Linked DNA regions of Mus musculus: regions 2 and 3 are each linked to region 1. A link is a contact called in public HiChIP or PLAC-seq data. All regions are on one chromosome and are shown on one strand. The core of a region is the stretch at or near the end of the contact, and the rest is flanking DNA. Distances in the headings are between cores, read along the strand shown.

What was found. HiChIP or PLAC-seq counts read pairs in DNA pulled down with a chosen protein or histone mark.
Region 2: a contact with region 1 is called in an H3K4me3 HiChIP or PLAC-seq map of bone marrow-derived macrophages, with 4 times the contacts expected there. The contact joins the promoter of Psmd2 here to the enhancer-like site in region 1. A contact is called at or near these places in 3 of 39 promoter capture datasets (the 3T3-L1 cell line and hippocampal neurons), 3 of 115 datasets of contacts at active chromatin or transcription factors (bone marrow-derived macrophages and embryonic stem cells) and 1 of 9 other capture datasets (adipose tissue).
Region 3: a contact with region 1 is called in a FOXA1 HiChIP or PLAC-seq map of pancreatic cancer cells. The contact joins the promoter of Chrd here to the enhancer-like site in region 1. A contact is called at or near these places in 3 of 39 promoter capture datasets (cranial neural crest, liver and pre-B cells), 1 of 115 datasets of contacts at active chromatin or transcription factors (pancreatic cancer cells) and 1 of 9 other capture datasets (liver).

What each region holds. Positions count from the first base shown.
Region 1 is chr16:20,369,771-20,373,245 of GRCm38.p6, forward strand. Abcc5 (ATP-binding cassette, sub-family C (CFTR/MRP), member 5) reads right to left here. Exons shown (of 30, transcript NM_013790.2): 17 at 2,350-2,449. Among named protein-coding and RNA genes, the nearest start is that of Cyp2ab1, 46 kb to the left of the region's middle. Within about 2 kb of position 2,096, at least 87 of the 459 cell types and tissues checked have an H3K27ac peak or open chromatin away from gene starts, as enhancers often do. A contact at or near this core is called in bone marrow-derived macrophages and pancreatic cancer cells, where this site is marked.
Region 2 is chr16:20,650,137-20,653,592 of GRCm38.p6, forward strand. Psmd2 (proteasome (prosome, macropain) 26S subunit, non-ATPase, 2) reads left to right here and starts at 1,516. Exons shown (of 21, transcript NM_134101.2): 1 at 1,516-1,715; 2 at 2,108-2,164; 3 at 2,457-2,621. The coding sequence starts at 1,581.
Region 3 is chr16:20,730,790-20,734,582 of GRCm38.p6, forward strand. It overlaps Chrd (chordin), which reads left to right and starts at 2,338. Exons shown (of 23, transcript NM_009893.2): 1 at 2,338-2,506; 2 at 2,742-2,845; 3 at 3,218-3,347; 4 at 3,484-3,612; 5 at 3,698-3,793. The coding sequence starts at 2,359. It also overlaps a transcript of Thpo not described here.

The DNA.
Region 1 (3,475 bases), core at 846-3,345:
CTTTCCTAAACCTTCATGCAATAGCTAATATGATGTTTTACGTTTCAATCACTGTGCTTAAGAAGTCTATAAAACAAAATTACCTCTTGGTAAGTTTTCAAACCCAGGGAAGTGGCTGAGGTGCCTATTTAATACATCAAAGCAGACCTGGCCTCCAAGTTCTGTACCCCTCAGTCCCTTACCTGTTACAGGGTACAGATGGCACACCCCACTCTCGACCCTGAACTCTCAAGCCCAGGAGTGAGGCTGCCCATCCCCCAGAGGTTCTTCCCAGTCTAATCCAGGCATTTTTGTTATTCACCCCTTTTGTAGCTTCGGCCTCCTGGGTGCTCCTGGCTCCCCTCTCTTCCCTCTCCTGTCCCTCTCCTCATTCCCTCTCACTTGGTTCAGAGTCACGACCACTCTGGACTCTCTCAGACATGTCTGCCTCTGGCGGTCTCTTTTTTATCTATAATAAACTTGCTCCTACAGCACACCCAGAAGCAGTCAGGTCCTTTCCTTGCCTTTTCTCTTTATCACTCAGCTCTAACCTAAAAGCTACACTGGGCCAAAGGGAGGAAGCTTCCTAGAATGTTAAGGGCTATTCTTATCTTTCTAACAAAATTGTTATGCAGAAGGTTAACCTGGCTTCTGCAAAAGTGTGTGCTTAAACTTAAACAGAATGTGGCCTTTCACTTGCAGGATGTGTGCCTGCACATAAATGCAATGTAACTTTCTTTGCCTGTATAACTAACTTTCTTTTCTTTTTTCTTTAAATTATTTATTTCTTTGTTTATGTAAATGAGTACACTGTAGCTGTCTTCAGACACACCAGAAGAGGGCATTGGGTCCCATTACAAATGGTTGTGAGCCACCATGTGGTTGCGGGGAATTGAACTCTGGATCTCTGGAAGAGCAGTCAGTGCTCTTAACCACTGAGCCATCTCTCCAGCCCTCTGATTTCTTGTGACTTGATGCTGCACCCTGGGAATCCCAGCGCTGGATGCTATAGTCCCAGCAGGCTAGTATCTAAATAAAAAGCCTCTTTGTTAAAATTATTCTTGGTCAGACTGGTGAATCTCTGAACAACCCCAGACCCATACATAACATAAGTCACAAACCTCACAAGGAGGCAGGTAGTTCCCACCCAGGACAGTAATTATCCAACAAGCAGGGTTGTACCCTGGACCATCTTGTAAAAACAGGCAGATCACCTGAGAACCAGGACGGGCAAGAAGCACTCTGACTAGAATTGCTTTATTGTGCAAACCATGTGCCCAGGTATTCCTCTATTTAATCCTAAAGCTCATGTCAGGCCACTACAAGTGAACTTGGGGTCACTGGACCCCGTTATCCGTACCCCTTCCAAAGGCAGTCACATTGAATAAATGTTCTCTCTTGATTTTCATCATTACCTGGTAAACTCAGGACTGTTGGCTGAACCATTTATTGGTGCTATAGAACCCAGGCTTTAATCCTAAAAATTCCAGTTATAAGGTAAGGAGGTGATTCAGTAAAGAGATCATTAAACAAACTGCATTTTCTTCTGATTTCAAAGGTGATGTATGCTTCAGACTCACAGCCATGAAAATGCCTATATCATACAAACAGTCTCTCAGACCCCAATCTGGTAAGAAGTCCAAGAAAGAAAACTGCCGCCTGGAACTTGTGTAGAATTCTCTGCAAACACTGCCAGGACCAGGCAATAAGCCTACTGGTCTAGCACAGACTCTGAAAACAAAGAACTCGGCTTTATTAACTCGAGCTTTAACTGTGACTCCAACTGTAATAAACATAGTAAAAAAAATGCCTTTTAGACATGGAAAAATAGCTTCAGACATATAAAAATTCCCCACTACACCAAAGGCTGCATTTGATAACCAGATACAGTCCTAGAACCCCAGGATGCCCAATGCACAGCATTTAAACAGAAACCAAGAACAATGCTCTGCACATCTCAAGAAATACCACCTTGATCTGCTCTGTGGCGGGAGAGACTCCCCTAGGATCCTGACCCTCAATCCAGAGACTTCTGCTAGACACTGGACCTGTCCTTCAGCTAAGACAATCAGTTCTTGCTCAGGACACCAAAGTAAGTACAGAGGTGACCAGAAGGGAGGGAGGAAGGGAGGGAGGGTCAGCAGGCTGACTCAGGATGATTCAGCACTAATTACCCACAGCGGACTCCATTCCTTGCATGAAGAAAAGGCAAAGGATCAGAGGTCAGCTAACTTCCCTTGTTTGAGCACACCCAAGGTCCCACACCTAAATTATCTCGGAACTTTGTTATTCTAGAAATGTAACACAGTGACAGGAAGCATTATCTCCATGTGGCATTTTTCCTGATAAACCTGTCAAAAATGTCCTTACCTTCCTCCGACTTCACCGCCTTCTCCTTCTTCACTGACCCTGGCTTAGGGCCCTTGTCTTGTGATTTTTGTGAACCAGTAGCTTCCTTTTTCGAATTAATCTAATAACATAAGAAAAAAAATTCCAGTCATAAGATGTTCATTCAGATGAATGTCTACAGGACCCACACTAGAGAAGCATTTATTGAGTAATAACAAAACTGTGACACATCCAAGTTCTTATTTATTTTTTGATACTAAGCATCTGTGTCAGGCCTACACTGACCCTGATCTATCTCAGTCTCCTGAGTGGTGGGATCACAGGCAGACACTGTGCCCACACACCTGCTTTCTTGGTTTTTTTTTTTTTTTTTTTTTTTTTTTTTTTTGGTTTTTCGAGACAGGGTTTCTCTGTGTAGCCCTGGCTGTCCTGGAACTCACTTTGTAGACCAGGCTGGCCTCGAACTCAGAAATCCGCCTGCCTCTGCCTCCCAAATGCTGGGATTAAAGGCGTGTGCCACCACGCCCGGCACACACCTGCTTTCTTAAGACAACGTCCTACAATAATCTACACTAATTTCCTGTACTAACAATCTCTTAAATTTTTTGCAATCCACATTCCTATCCTGTTTATTGTCCACTAAGCTGGTCGAGACCTAACCTCTCAAAACAAAGAGTTTATTACATTGTCCTCTAATTTGTCCAGGTGATAAAGTCACATTGCAGTCATCCATTCCTGCATCTCTGACCTGCCACTTTCTCCCTCTGCAACCACAGAACCCCAAACTTGTCTGCTTGCTTTTGCACTCTGCACTGGTGGGCTGTCGGGTCCTTTCCCGTTTCGTGGCTTCCCATGGCTCTACTCAGCAGCCACGGGACTTCACATCATTCCTTAGCCACAGTTCAACTTCCCGCTGCTGTGCCCTCTTCCCCTCCTCCTTTCAATCTTAGTCAAAGCTGTCCCTACCCGGATGTGTTCAGTTTGTGTAAGGTGACCTACATCCCCTGCAAAAAGCTCACATGTGCCCTCAGTACTCTGTCAGCACACTGCAGTATCTGATTAGTTACCTGTGAGAGCAGAAAAGCACCGGTCTGCCCTACAACACCTAACATCCACCAAAGGCAGAGGTGTTCTCACTGAAGGTCCC
Region 2 (3,456 bases), core at 266-2,765, 280 kb after region 1:
GATTGTGTTAGTCGTTGGCTCTTGAGGGGAGCATTATCACCCCAAGTGGTGTAAAAAGTTAGACACTATTAAAACTTTCAACAGGGTCTCATTGTGTAGTTCCTGGCTTGCTTAGAACTCACTCTGTAGACCAGGCTAGCCTTGAACACACAGAGATCCACCTGCCTTTGCCTCCTTATTTAATCCCAAATATTGGGATTGAAAGTATGGGCCACGATGCCTGGCTCATTTCTTTCTTTCTGTCTGTCTTTCTTTCTTTTCTTTTTTTTTTTTTTTTGTTTTTTTTTGAGACAGGGTTTTTCTGTGTCCTGGAACTCACTCTGTAGACCAGGCTGGACTCAGAAATCTGCCTGCCTCTGCCTCCCAAGTGCTGGGATTATAGGTGTGCGCCACCACTGCCCAGCTCATTTCATTCTTTAAGTGTTCTTACAAGAGAAACTTTTTGTACTTCACATAGGCAGAAAACAGACTTAATTTAGGTAGCTTACCAAAACCACACTGCTGGTGCATGGCAGGATTTGTTTCTAATATCATGTTTTGAAAGTTTGAGTTTCCCACATTTTTCCAAGTTTTTATTTCAAAACAATGTATTCCTACAAAATAACTTGAAATATATCCCAACAGCTTTTCATATCCTCTTCATCTGGACTCATCAGCTTCTTGATAAACCTTTTAGGGCACAATTTCCAATTCATCTCCAACATACTAATTGGTATGTGACTGTTGATTATATATATATATATATATACATATACACACATATATACATATACACACATATGTATACATGAAATATACATACTAAATATTTATATACCATACATATGGTATGTGCCTGATATATGTATGCATGTATGTACGTATGTATGTATTCTTATCTGTGATAGAAGTCATAGAAACAGAAACCGGTAGACATTTCCTACAGAGGACTATACGGCTATAGAACAGGCAGAGCAGCAATGGGCTGTTCAATCTCTCTCCAAAGGCTGAAGAAGTCATTGGCAGTGGAAATGGATGGTTATGCCTAGAATCCAAGATCTACACGCATCAGCAGCTCATGTCTGTAATGAAGTTATTCTCTGCTAGAAAGTAAGTTCGAGGCTAACCTGGGATAATAAATAAGTAAATTTCATCTTCACTTTGGGGGAAATGGTTTGCGGTTACTATTCCACAGTAGTAGTGGCATAATTACACCGAAGTCACACAGACTCGGTCAAGACTTGAAGAGTTTTGAGCTCATAGAAATCTCCTACAGAGGACTAAAGCAAGCATGAACATGTATGGACGTCCTGTCTTCAGGATGACCTTCTCATCGTACCATGCATCCAGTTGTGGTGAAGCTACAGGATCGGAGAGCTAGGCATCTCTGCAGTCAGACCACCCTTGCACGCACAGAGACACCCTAACTCAACAGTAGCCGTTCGGGCTGGAAGCCGGAACAGTAATTCCCGTCCTGCTCCAGAGGGCGGGACTCGGGATCCGCAGGGCGCTTCCGGTCTGGAGGACAACGCGCGTGGCCTTCTGGGAAAAGGGGCGGTGCGAGCAGGTGCGCGCGCAGCAGGCCGGCAGTAGTGGCGGAGATGGAGGAGGGTGGACGAGACAAGACACCCGTGCAGTCCCAACAGCCCTCCGCGACAACCCCCAGCGGCGCGGACGAGAAGTCGAGTGGCAAGGAGCGAAGGGATGCCGGGGAAAAAGACAAAGAGCAGGAGCTGGTGAGGCGCAGCCTGGGGAGCCCGAGGAGGAGGCCTTGGGCTGAGTCACTGCTGGCTCGAAGGCCTCGGGCCCGACTCCGTACTGCCCACCGCACCGGGGAGACTCAGGATGGGGCGACCCTTTCTTTATACCCTGCCCGCCCCATTACGCACTGTCACTCCCTGAGGCCCTCACCATCACATCGCGGTTCTTTGGTTATTTCCTAGAATGGCTTCCAAGCAGAGTCTGCCTGGTTCCTAAGGTAGACAGCCTTTCCTATAGGGCTGCTTCCCTATCCCACGCCCTCTTCTTGTCCATAGACATTCACACTCTTCACCTGTCCCGGGGTAAGTGGGAGGAGAATGTGATTCGGGTCCCCACTTTTGATGAGCTTCTTCCCCTAACCCTCCAGTCTGAGGAGGACAAACAGCTTCAAGATGAACTGGAGATGCTCGTGGAGCGACTCGGGGTGAGTCAAGATGTTACTACAGGGGGAGTATAGTTGATGTTTCTCATTTGTTTACTCTATTTCATTTTGAGGCAACAATTAGATACCACATATTAGATATTACGATAATTTGAGGGAAGAGTTACAAAGGGTATTTAAATGGGGTCATGGGTCTCAGGTCATTTACAGGGGTTGAGGCATCATGAAATAGGAGCCAGTTATGTCTTTGACCAAAGCATTGGTTAAGTATGTATGGGTCGTGATGTGGAGAAATGTGACTCCTTTTGGTCTGAGCATTAACATCCCCTATTAGGAGAAAGATACATCTCTATATCGACCAGCTCTGGAGGAACTGAGAAGACAAATTCGTTCTTCTACAACTTCCATGACTTCAGTACCCAAGCCTCTCAAATTTCTGCGTCCACACTATGGCAAATTGAAGGAAATCTATGAGAACATGGCCCCTGGGGAGAATAAGGTAATTCAGAATATGGCTGGGACCTGTCCAGTTGAATAATTCCTTTTTTAATGCTAAGTCACTGAAAGCCTAGTGGACCCCATCTAGCTGGAAAGTTCATCACAGTGAGACTGATTCTCCAGTGGAAAGCCTGAGAATGCTTCTCAGCTCCTTAGAAGTTTCTGCTTCATTATATCTTAAGATTTTCTTAGCACGATGTGTTTCTGACTTAATTTAAAATTTTTATAGTGTGTGCATATATGTGTGTGCCTGAATGCATGTGCTTGTATGCATGTGCATATGCATAAGTGTCACGCCTATGCATGCCTAAAGACCCTCGGTCTTTATAGTTGGTTTTGGGATGTCTTTTTGATTTTGGTTTTTGGAGGTTTTTGGGATGTCTTAATAGGTGCTGGGATTTGAACTCTGATCTTCATGAGCGTGCAGGAAGTCCTCCTAAGTGTTGATCCTTTTCTCCAGCCCCTCTAGCTGACCTCAAACTCGGCTGTGTGGCCTAGACGGAACTTTATTTTATGACCTTCCTCCTCCTCCTGCCTCTATCTGGAGTGCTGGGGTTAGAGGCATAAGCCAGTATGCCTGGCTTTCTAAGGCTTATATTTAATGTCCCTTCTCTCTCTTCTGTCCCATGTACATTCATCCCTTTTATGTCTTTTTTTTTTAAGATTTATTTATTATTATATCTAAGTACACTGTAGCTGTCTCCAGATGCACCAGAAGAGGGCGTCAGATCTCATTACGGATGGTTGTGAGCCCCTTTTATGTCTTAAAAACCCTCAGTTGAGTCACATTTGTCCTGTTGGTGCAACTGTGACCCAGAAGTCTTTACTTTGCAGTG
Region 3 (3,793 bases), core at 1,088-3,587, 360 kb after region 1:
GTATAGCGGGAACTGTCTCATGTCCTGGCGACATGAGAACCTGGGACCTAAGTGAGAGAGAGAAGAGGGTTAGTCCAGGAGAAATCTGGCAGAATACGGTTCTCTCTGGGAAAGAGAGGTCTTGTTTTAGATGGATGAAGTCTCAGTTCCTGGCTCTCCAAATTTCTTTTCCCTGAACAGTATACCTGCTGCTGAATTCTGACAGCATGCTGGCTTGCTTGCTTTTCCTTCTATATTCCCCTGCTCCAGAGGAGTGTCTTTCCTGGCATTTCCCCTTTCCAACTGGCAAAGTAGGTATTGCCTATATTAGAAAATGATCACGTTATCAGAAAGACAGTATGGACAATATGTGGGACCCGGGAAGTAAAGGGATATGTGTTTGGTTAAGATTGAGCCCAGAGGGGCTGGTGAGATGGCTCAGTGGGTAAGAGCACCCGTCTGCTCTTCCGAAGTTCAAATACCAGCAACCACATGGTGGCTCACAACCATCGAGATCTGACTCTCCTGGAGTGTCTGAAGACAGCTACAGTGTACTTACATATAATAAAAATAAATAAATAAAAAAAAACAAAAACAAAAAAAAAAAAAAAGAGCCCAGAGCTGGGCAGTGGTGGCACACTCCTTTAATTCTAGCGCTTGGGAGGCAGAGGCAGGTGGATTTCTGAGTACGAGGCCAGCCTGGTCTACAGAGTGAGTTCCAAAAGATTGAGCCCAGAGCATGTCTTGATTCTCAGCACTTGGGAGGCAGAGGTAGGTGGATCTCAGAGAGTTTAAGGCTAGCCTGGTCTACCTAGTGAGCCAGGGCTGCATAATGAGATCTTATTTAAAACAGACAGACAGACAGACAAACAGACAGACAGACAGATTGACTGGGCTCAGTCTTTCTACTAGGGGTACAGGGACCTGGAGCGCTAAACCCCCTCAGCTCTGTGGGCAAGCCTGCCCTTGATTGCTCAATGATCCTCTTCTAGTCCTACCACTATACATGTGACAAGAGAAATAACCAGGCCCATCTGTCCCTGTCTTAGGAAGGACAGCTGCCGAGCCTCCCCCACAAATACCTCTTTGCTGGCTCCTCTCTTCCTTTGGCCCTGGCTCTAGCTCCTGTGCTTTCTCCCCAGTCCCTGTCTCCCCACAGTCTCTGTCCTCAGGGACCTTGTGGCCTGACCCTGTCCTCTCTCCCTTGTCTTCCTCAGGCTTTCTCTGCGCCTCAGAGAGGATGGGCTATCTACTGAGGCGTATGGCCTGGATCCCGGAATTCTCCAGTTGAATAAGAGATGCCTTCTAAGATTAGGAAGCCTAGTGCTGGGATAGTGGGAAGAACGGTGCGCGCGCGCGCGCGCGCGCGCGCGCGTGTGTGTGTGTGTGTGTGTGTGTGTGTGTGTGTGTGTGTGTGTGTAGGATGGGGAGGCTTGTCTAGAAAAGCAGGACAAAGGAGGTGGGGACTGAGCTGGAGAGGAAGAGGGTCATCTCTTGGATGAAGGAAAAGCATGAGAGAGCCAGAGGTGGTAGTTGGATGGACTTGAGAGCAGGTTGGGGTGCTGGTGAATTATGACTCCACTCAGGGAAGCACTGCTTGATTCTGGGAAGCACAGGCTAGGTTCCTGTCCCTGGGAAGTGAAGAAAGAGGAGAGACCTTAGAAGGGAAATAGGAATACAGCCAGAGTGAAAGGAAGGGGGTGCTGTGGGTCCTAGGTAGGGGTGGATCGGTGTCATTTTCAAAGACAAGTCCTCATCCTCCAGCGGCCCATCTCGTTCAAGAGTGCCACAGGCCCGAGGCTCAGCCTCTGCCCTTCACTAGCCTGAGCCTCTGGTCTTGGGGTGGACACCACCTCCAGGGGTGGTCGCAAGGAGCGTGTGTGGGGGTGTCGAGGCCCGCCTCTCCTCTCCCTCTTTGCGCCCCCTAGTTCCTCCCTTCCCCCTACCCACTCCGCTCCCCCCTCCTCCAGTCCCTCCCTCCTCCCCTGCCGGGTCCCAGCCTGTCCCCCTCCCCCACTCGCGATCCGGCCGCTGCTGCTGGGCCGGACCCCCCGGGCTCAGCCGGGCTCCTTGTGGAGCCGCCGCCGCGCCCCGTTTGCTGAAGAGGAGGCCCCGGGCCCGGACGCCTGGCGCGGGCATAAAACGGGCCAGAGCCGGCGCCTAGGGCACTAAAGTGGAGTACGGCCCGGGTCAGCGCCCCTCCGCCCGCTCTCTCCCGCCCCGCCCGGCCGGGAGCCGACCAGGCGACTGTGAGACGAGCCCCTCGCCACTGCCCCCCTCCTGGCCCCGGCCCCCTCCTGCCGGCCCGCCTCCGGTCCGGCCCTACTCCCTCTCCTGCTCCCTCCTCCCGCCCGCCTCCCCAGCTGTCTGCTCCGCGTCATGCCGAGCCTCCCGGCCCCGCCGGCCCCGCGGCTGCTCCTCGGGCTGCTGCTGCTCGGCTCGCGGCCGGCCAGTGGCACTGGCCCTGAGCCCCCAGCACTGCCCATCCGTTCCGAGAAGGAGCCGCTGCCTGTCCGGGGAGCGGCAGGTAGGTGGGCTCCAGGGGGAGGTGCGGGAGGGGAGTCTGACTCCTGGCAAGTCTACATCCACAGGGAGAGGGCCCCGGGCGCAGGTGGCTTCGCGCAGCGGGAGGGTGGGAGGGGAAAGCAGAGGCGGCGAGGTGCACGGTGCCAAGGGACCATGGGCCTGGCGGGCAGAGCCCGGAGCAGGCATTACGGCACGAGCAACCGGACAGCGGCCGCCAGCCAAGCCCGTCCCCGCAGGCTGCTCCTTCGGCGGGAAGGTCTATGCCTTGGACGAGACGTGGCACCCGGACCTGGGGGAGCCTTTTGGGGTGATGCGCTGCGTGCTGTGCGCCTGTGAAGCGGTGAGTGGATAACGCAGCTGCCTGCCCTACTCTAGAGGGTAGCGGAACGCTGGTGTCCTAAGTAGTAGACTCGGAGATGCTCAGGGGAAGGCTGGTCCGCAAATCGGAGGAAACCGCTTTCAAGTCTGCGGTGTTGACAGTTATTGATCGCCCACAATGTGACTGGCTTTTAGCCAACTTCCCCCCTCCCGTTACAGTATTGCTAGATAAATGACATTATTAGTTCTACTTTGCAGACAGGGACGCCGAGGCTCAGAGAAGTTAAGAAACTTTGGACGGGCCATGTAACTTGTAAATAGCAGAATTGACTGTCTGCAGCCCTGGGGTCTGATGGTTTCATTCCCTTAATTTTCCTATGTTCTCTGCCATCAGCCTCAGTGGGCTCGCCGTGGGAGGGGTCCTGGCAGGGTCAGCTGCAAGAACATCAAACCTCAGTGCCCCACCCTGGCCTGCAGGCAGCCGCGCCAGCTGCCAGGACACTGCTGCCAGACCTGCCCGCAGGGTGAGGCCCGCTGTGCCCGGAGTTAGGAGGGTGGAAGGCTCTACACTAGGTCCTGTACGACTTGCATCGCGGAGGAGGACTGGTCCTCCTGGTACCTTTCTGAAGCCAGCCGTCTTATTCCTTACCCCGGATGCAGAGCGCAGCAATCTAGATCCACAGCCCGCTGGCCTGGTCTTCGAGTATCCAAGGGATCCAGAGCATCGCAGTTACAGTGATCGAGGGGAACCCGGCGTTGGGGAGCGGACCCGTGCTGATGGCCACACAGGTAGGCTGGGGTGGAGGTGGGCCTGATGAAGTTTGAGTCCCGCGGCAAGGCTTGACAGTGCTCAGGCCATCTTCTCTTCTCGAAGACTTTGTGGCGCTGCTGACAGGACCGAGGTCGCAGGCGGTAGCTCGTGCTCGAGTCTCTTTGCTGCGCTCAAGTTTACGCTTCTCTGTCTCCTACC